2 separate regions of the Mus musculus genome follow, and region 2 is linked to region 1. Evidence: chromatin contacts called from public promoter capture Hi-C data. All regions are on one chromosome and are shown on one strand. The core of a region is the stretch at or near the end of the contact, and the rest is flanking DNA. Distances in the headings are between cores, read along the strand shown. Region 1 holds the start of Tead3 (TEA domain family member 3). Region 2 overlaps Srpk1 (serine/arginine-rich protein specific kinase 1).

The links. Promoter capture Hi-C pulls out the DNA fragments that hold promoters and counts their contacts.
Region 2: a contact with region 1 is called in a promoter capture Hi-C map of the C10 cell line, with 2.1 times the contacts expected there. The contact joins the enhancer-like site here to the promoter of Tead3 in region 1. A contact is called at or near these places in 1 of 39 promoter capture datasets (the C10 cell line) and 3 of 9 other capture datasets (adipose tissue, liver and pancreatic islet).

Annotation. Positions count from the first base shown.
Region 1 is chr17:28,349,098-28,352,614 of GRCm38.p6, reverse strand. It overlaps Tead3 (TEA domain family member 3), which reads left to right and starts at 1,810. Exons shown (of 13, transcript NM_011566.4): 1 at 1,810-2,006. Tulp1 (tubby like protein 1) reads left to right here. Exons shown (of 15, transcript NM_021478.2): 15 at 613-1,100. The coding sequence ends at 746.
Region 2 is chr17:28,589,535-28,592,648 of GRCm38.p6, reverse strand. It overlaps Srpk1 (serine/arginine-rich protein specific kinase 1), which reads left to right. Exons shown (of 16, transcript NM_016795.4): 14 at 362-431; 15 at 1,356-1,448; 16 at 2,408-3,061. The coding sequence ends at 2,592. Among named protein-coding and RNA genes, the nearest start is that of Lhfpl5, 15 kb to the right of the region's middle. Within about 2 kb of position 1,863, at least 35 of the 459 cell types and tissues checked have an H3K27ac peak or open chromatin away from gene starts, as enhancers often do. A contact at or near this core is called in liver, where this site is marked.

The sequences.
Region 1 (3,517 bases), core at 561-3,060:
CAGAACATTTGGGAGGGAGGTAGCAAAAGGATTAGGGGAGTTCAAGGCTAGCTTTGGCTACAAGAAGTCTAGTCTCAGAAGAGATAGAAAAGGGAGAAAGGGGAGGGGGGTGGCTGATTGATTGCTGCTGATAGCCCTGATCAGAACGGGAGAGGCCTGAGTCCAGCGCTAATGGCTAAGGGAGGGAACGCCTGGGGTTGGAGAAGGGTCTGAACTGCGGTCAAAGGTTAGCCTTATGGGCAGGCCAGAGGAATGAGGCCAAAAGACAACTGAAAACTCGGTGAGGGAGGGTTCTGGTTTGGGCAAGTTTGACAGGGTCCCTCCCTGTACTGCTAGATTACAGGTTTACTGTAGCCCCAGGTGGTGGATGATAAGGCAGGGCCCCTGCCCTGCGGACTCCGTGTGACAGACCCCGCAGGGCCCCTGCCCTGCGGACTCCGTGTGACAGACCCTGTAGCGGCTGGGTTGGGCTGATTGGATGACCCAGAACGGGGAAGGTGGCCTGAAGCTGCATGGGGGCTATGACTCCACATCAAGGAGCAAGACCTCGTTTTGTTGAGGGGTTGCCTGTCGAGATGGGGTCCAAGGTCACCCCACGGTCTGTCTTCACAGCTGACTATATAGTGCTGCAGTTCGGCCGCGTGGCTGAGGACGCCTTCACCCTAGACTACCGGTACCCGCTGTGTGCTCTGCAGGCCTTCGCCATCGCCCTCTCCAGCTTCGACGGGAAGCTGGCCTGCGAGTGACCCCCCACAGCTCCTCAGCGCTGGGAAAGCATTCGGTTGGGGGTGGCAAGGTCCCTCCCCCACAGCTCCCATGGAAGGGCTCACCCCTCTCCGTGACCTCCGGGCATTTCCCCCCTCCACTCCCCCAGCCTGGCACCGGCTGAGGCAGAGGGGATGGAGATGAACATCTGGTCGCCCAAAAGTACTTGCCTCGCCCCCTCCTCCCCAGTCACTTCCTGTCAGAGAGCCGGAGTCAGATGTTCGAGGCCCCTCCGACCCCGCGCTGGGGGGTTTGTAGGGGGTGGGGAGGGGACGATGGTGAAGCAGAGCCAGGGACCCACATCCCCAATAAAGTCACGTCCGAGGCTGAACGCATCGGTAGTTTCTGGATTCATGTGTGTAAACTCAGGTGCCTGCGTTGGCCCCGCGCTCCCGCGTCCCCTTCTGTTCTATGGAACCTCGTCAAGCGCACAGGGTCCGGGCCCCCGACTCTCCGCCAGTAGGGAGGAGAGGGAGGGCCCTAGAGGTAGAGGAAGAGGGAGAAAGGGAGAAATTCGAGAAACAAGCCACTCGGGGAGAACCAGACAAACCGGGTCCGGGCAGGGCGGAGCCAAGTCTGAGGCCCCGGAGTGGGGGGCGGGCTCTGGGCGGGAGGGGAGCTGCAGAGGCCTGGGCTGCCCGGGACCCGAGTAGAAGGGTGGGGAGCCCGAGACCCCGTGCGCGCTCGGGTCATTTGGATGCGGAGGACGCGGCTCCCCAGGACCCTAAACACCTCCAAGGAGTTCAGCCTAGGGGGCAGAGCTCTCCTCTTGGCTCCGCCCCAGACCTGATCCCTCTAGATTCAGCGGAGTACCCACAAGGGGGTTGTGTAGGGGAGGTGGGAACTCTGAGACGACGAGCGAGGAATGGGGTGCGCGGGAGTGTGAATCCACAGCTACGGGCGTTCTTGGGACTGGGTGGTTAGAGAGACAGCAGGCCCCGGCCCGCCTTAGATCACTCCCCCCAAATAGCACCGCCCACCCGTGGGCCCGCCCGCCGTTGGCCCCGCCTACCGGTCCCGCCCCTCCCGCCCGCAGCCCCCACCCCCCGCCCGGCTCCCTCAACACAAACTTTCCGTCCCGCTCGCTCCCTCCTCCGCGCCCAGCACCTCCCGCTCCGGCCGGGCTCATTCCGTACATTCCGGCCATCCCCCTGCCCACGACCCCCCTTCCCGGCCCCCCTCACTACTCCCTCGGGCCCGGCGGAGCGGCCCGGCGGAGCGCCCCCCGGAGCTCGGAGCAGGTAAGCCCGGGGAATGCAACTCGGAGGCCTCGCGCGCAGAGGTGACTGCTCTGCTCGGGTGGCTTCTGGATGGCGGGGACCCGGGACACTCTAGGGGTTCTGAGCTATTGTCCAGCCCGCGCCGGAGCCCAGGACCTGGGTGCCGGGAACTTTGGAGGGAAGGGGGGAGACGCTCTCCGGGAAGCCCCGCCCACCCACCCCACCCCCCCGCGACCCGGAGGCTGGGAAGCCCGGAGTGTCCCGGGTGCCCGGGCCTGGCCCCGCCGTGTGCCGGGGTGTGCGCCCAGAGCCGCGGGCTTGGAAGGCCTGCGCCGGGACTCGTATCCGGGGCGCCCTTTGGACTCCCGAGAGCCCGCGAGCCCCGGGCTCCACGCAGGCCTTAGCCAGGGCGCGCCGGTGTGCGCGCTGCTCGCGGCTGCGCTGGGACCCGGCCCGGGTGTCTGGAAGCCACAGTGTGAGCCCGGAGCGTGTGCGCACCCAAAGGCGTGGGGGGACGCCTGTCCCCTACAGTTCTGCCGCCCGCCTCGGGGCGAGTCCCAGCTCCTTGCTCCAGGAGCCTCGCTCGGGACGCGGCTGGATTTGGGGCCTTCCCCGCACTTCTCCGGAGAACTTGTTAAGGCAATTGTGGGCGACAGGGCTTCCCTTCCCACTCGGGTCCTCTCCATTGTCTGTCACGTCTTTATTCCTGCCTGGGAAGGGAGGCTGGAGCGCTGATGTGGGTCTGTTTTCTAGCCCCAGCAGGCCTTCGGGGCAGTGTCACTTTAGCCCCTACTCTACCCGCCCCCCCCCCCCCCCCCAACAGGGGCCCTGATTGAGGGCTTAGTTTTTTAAAGAGCAAGAGGGAACGAACGAAGCCTAGGGCCGGGCTTCTCAGGGCCTGTGTCCCTCTCTCTGTATCTCGAGCTCTCTCCAGGTAGGGGCAGAACCAAGTCAGGCCTGGACTTGTAGCCTAGCCCGGAGGATGGCGGTGGGGGCTGGACACAGCTTTGAGGGACTGGTGTCCATGGTGGCTCCGTGTATTTGAACTCTCGTAGCCTGGATCTGTACACACAGGGTTTTGCCTCAGTGCTGGGGTCTGGGACACCCCTACACTCACAACCAGCTGCGGGCTGCTGCCAGGAGGGAAAGCAGCTATTAGTTGAAGGTGTAAGGACTATGCCTCTGCCCTTCCTAGTCCCCAGACCTCCTTCTCCTGACACTTGTTAAAGCAGTTGAGGGCATCCGGTCTTCCCTTCCCACTCTGGTCTTCCCCGTTGTCTGACAAGCCTTTTCTTCCTTCATGGGAAGGGTGAGGGTCTGTCTACTTATCCCTTGGGCCAAGAGTGGACAGGAGACTGAATTACCCCCCTCCTCAGGGAGGGGCTGGAAGCCAGGCCTTCCCCACCTCCAGGGAGGGAACTGTAATTAATGCTAATTAGCACTTTGGGGAACAGAATGGCCAGTGGTTGGCAGGAAATCTTTTGAGTGCACACACACACACACACACACAGGTGTGTGTCTATCCAGAGTCT
Region 2 (3,114 bases), core at 614-3,113, 240 kb before region 1:
CCTCCCGAGTGCTGGGATCAAAGGCGTGCGCCACCATGCCCAGCTAAACATTTGTTTTAAAGAGCATTCCGAGCGCTCCGTCTGTTGAAGTGCGGCTGTGTTGTGTGGTGAGAAGCAGTTAGCCCACTGCTGGTCGGCTCCGCTCTGCTGTGCTCTGTGCTCTCCTTTCCCTCAGGCTGCCCCAACATCAGTGCTGACTGAGGAGGCTTTTCTCCTTTTCCCATTTTATTGGTCTGTAGCTGTCATTCAGAAGCAATCTGAGATGCTTCTCAAGTGGCCGTCTAGGTTTGGGATCAGATAGCAGAGGCTTTGCAGCTGTGTTCTGTTTCTCTGATACTTTCATGCGCTGTCTCTTCCTTAGGCCTTTGAACTAGCCACAGGGGACTATTTGTTTGAGCCTCATTCAGGGGAGGATTACACACGAGATGAAGGTGAGTCCCGTTTGCCAGCTGTTTGTGTGTAGCTGTTTTGCTTTTCACTGTAACTGGCATCGTTTGTTGGCACCAAAGGCCTCTGGTACTGCTCTAGGTTTGTATGAGACCCCAAAACAGGAGAAATGCAGCCAGCGTAAAGCTGGGTGGGACAAGGATGTCGTCATAGCACTGAGGAGGCAAAGCCAGTAAGGAAGTGCTTGCCTGGGAAAGTGTGAGCTAAGGAGTGCAGTGTCTATGTAAAAGGTGCCGGTGGTGTGCTTGCCCCTCCTCGCAGTTGGTCAGCACTCCCTTGGTGGTCCTTTACTTAGCGGTTGTGGAGGTCTGCCATGCTGACGTGGCATTTGCTCTGCTACATCCTGGTTATGGCTTCCAGAGCAGCTGCAGTGTGGCTAAGCTCAGGAAGCTCACAGTCAGGCAGCACGCTTGTGGGCCTCAGGCTTCCTGAACACTGTGCTCTGCTTTGGTCTCACGTTGACCAGCTAATCCTTGAAGCTATTCGTGGGAAGCCTTGTTTGCTGCTTCCCTTCACCTTGACACTGCTGTCTCACCCCTATCTCTGCCCCCCTGGCACTTGCTGCAGAGCTGATAGGCAGGCTTCCAAGGCCCTTTGGCTACAGTTGGAAATGGTCACAGGACTTCCTCGCTCGCTCTCAGAGACAGACAGGCTCAGGGACACAATTTGAGGGAGCAGAGCTTCTCACACCAAGGCTGACTCTTGATCTCACTGTGGAGAGAGCAGTGCTGAGGTGTTTGTCTTTGGAGGGGACCCTGCATTAGATAAACTGTCTGTTTCTTCTGCTTTAGGTCAGAAAGCAAGTATGCAGTGCCTTACAGAATGGTATGTGCACCGCTCTGTATGCTGTGTCTAAAGTCACTTCTGTCATTCTGCTCTGTTCTTTCCTCTGAAATGTCTGTATGCAGACCACATCGCCCTGATCATAGAACTTCTGGGGAAGGTGCCTCGCAAGCTCATTGTGGCAGGAAAATACTCCAAGGAATTTTTCACCAAAAAAGGTAAAACCAATCTGTCTGTTCCCAGCCATTAAAGGAATAAAAATGTCTAAAACAAGAAGGTAAGTCTATCTGGGTCATGTCCTCTAGCTCCTGCAGAAAGCAGGAAGGACTCCCTGAACCCTCGTGTGGCTTCGCAGGTGCTGGATGGTGTGAACAAATGCTCCGCTCAGCTACACTCTTGGGTTTATTTGGCTTTTGGTTGGTTTCTTCCGTGTGTTCAGGCTGTCTTAGAACTTATATCTGTGCCCCACCCCTACTTAAAACTGTGTTTGGTTTTGTGTTTCTTACACCTCAAAGCTGAGACTGAAATGGAAAATAAATCTCACTCGATGTAGAGAGCTATGTGCTCTGGTGTGTCAGGCCTCATGCCTTCTCCTCAGCTGTGACAATGCTGAGTCACCCTTAGAAGGTGGAAAGGTGCTCTCCAGGGTCCTTTTGTGTGCAAAGTCAATGGTGCCCCAGTCACCTCACTTGGAGGTTCTTATCACTTGCCTGGGGAAGTTGTTAGTAAGTAACTGGTTGCTTTTAAGTTATTTGTACGGGCAGGGAAGAGGACCCAGTCCCAGCTGCCTAAGGCCAAAGCCAGGATTTGAAGGTCAATATGGGCAATATAAGCAAGACCCAAGCAAAAGCCTGAAAACCGTCACTTCAGGCTTGAAGGCACACCTCAGTGCTAGGAGGCTGCCTTGCTCACAAACGCTGGTGTGAACCGAGCACCATTTGTAGAAGGGGAAAGATCCAGCCCAAGGAGCAGTTGAACTGAGCTTTCTGAGTGAGGCCAAGCTGCTAGCTGTGTGGGTGATCTTATACAAGTCTGTCATGCTGTTAGCTTTTTATTTGTAAATCATTGCCTCATTTTGAAGCAGCTAGAGTATTGAGCTGTAGAAGGTTGAGCCATTGGGATGCCTGAACACACCATGAGAGGTGGGGACTGTCTGAGCCTGTGCTGTCTCCCACAGGTGACCTGAAGCACATCACCAAGTTGAAGCCTTGGGGTCTTCTGGAGGTTCTGGTGGAGAAATATGAGTGGCCTCAGGAGGAGGCTGCCGGCTTCACAGATTTCCTGCTGCCCATGTTGGAGCTTATGCCTGAGAAGAGAGCCACTGCTGCTGAGTGTCTCCGGCATCCTTGGCTAAACTCCTAAGCCAGTCCTGCCACTGCAGCAGAGCTCATCATATGGACCTTCCCTCCAGCCCACCCCTCAAACTTCCCTCTCCTTTTTCAGGGCAAAGCTCTTTCTTTCAAGGGTTTCTATTTTTTTTTTAAACCAACATGTTCATTTGGGTTTGCTTCCTTGATCCTGTGGAAATTCCCACGGCCATTGGGCATCCTAGGTGAATTTGGCCTTGGTTGGGCTCTGCCAAAGACTAAAAGTGTGAACAGCCTCACCCTCTGCCCTGCCATCTTATTAGGTTGTCAGTGCCCTTTCTAAGAAGAGCTGTGAAGATCTGTGAGCCCATCCATCCTCTTTATTCACTGACTCTGAGAGTCACACTTTCTCGTGCACATCCGCCGCCAGCACAAGATTGAGGAGGGGAGGGCTGTGGATTCTGTGAACAGCAGAGACATTAAATGCGCTGTATCCAGGCTGCATCATCTTCCTGGATTCTATCTGTGGTTTCTATGCTCACATTTTTTTCCTGCGACTTTTATGCTACATTTTTCG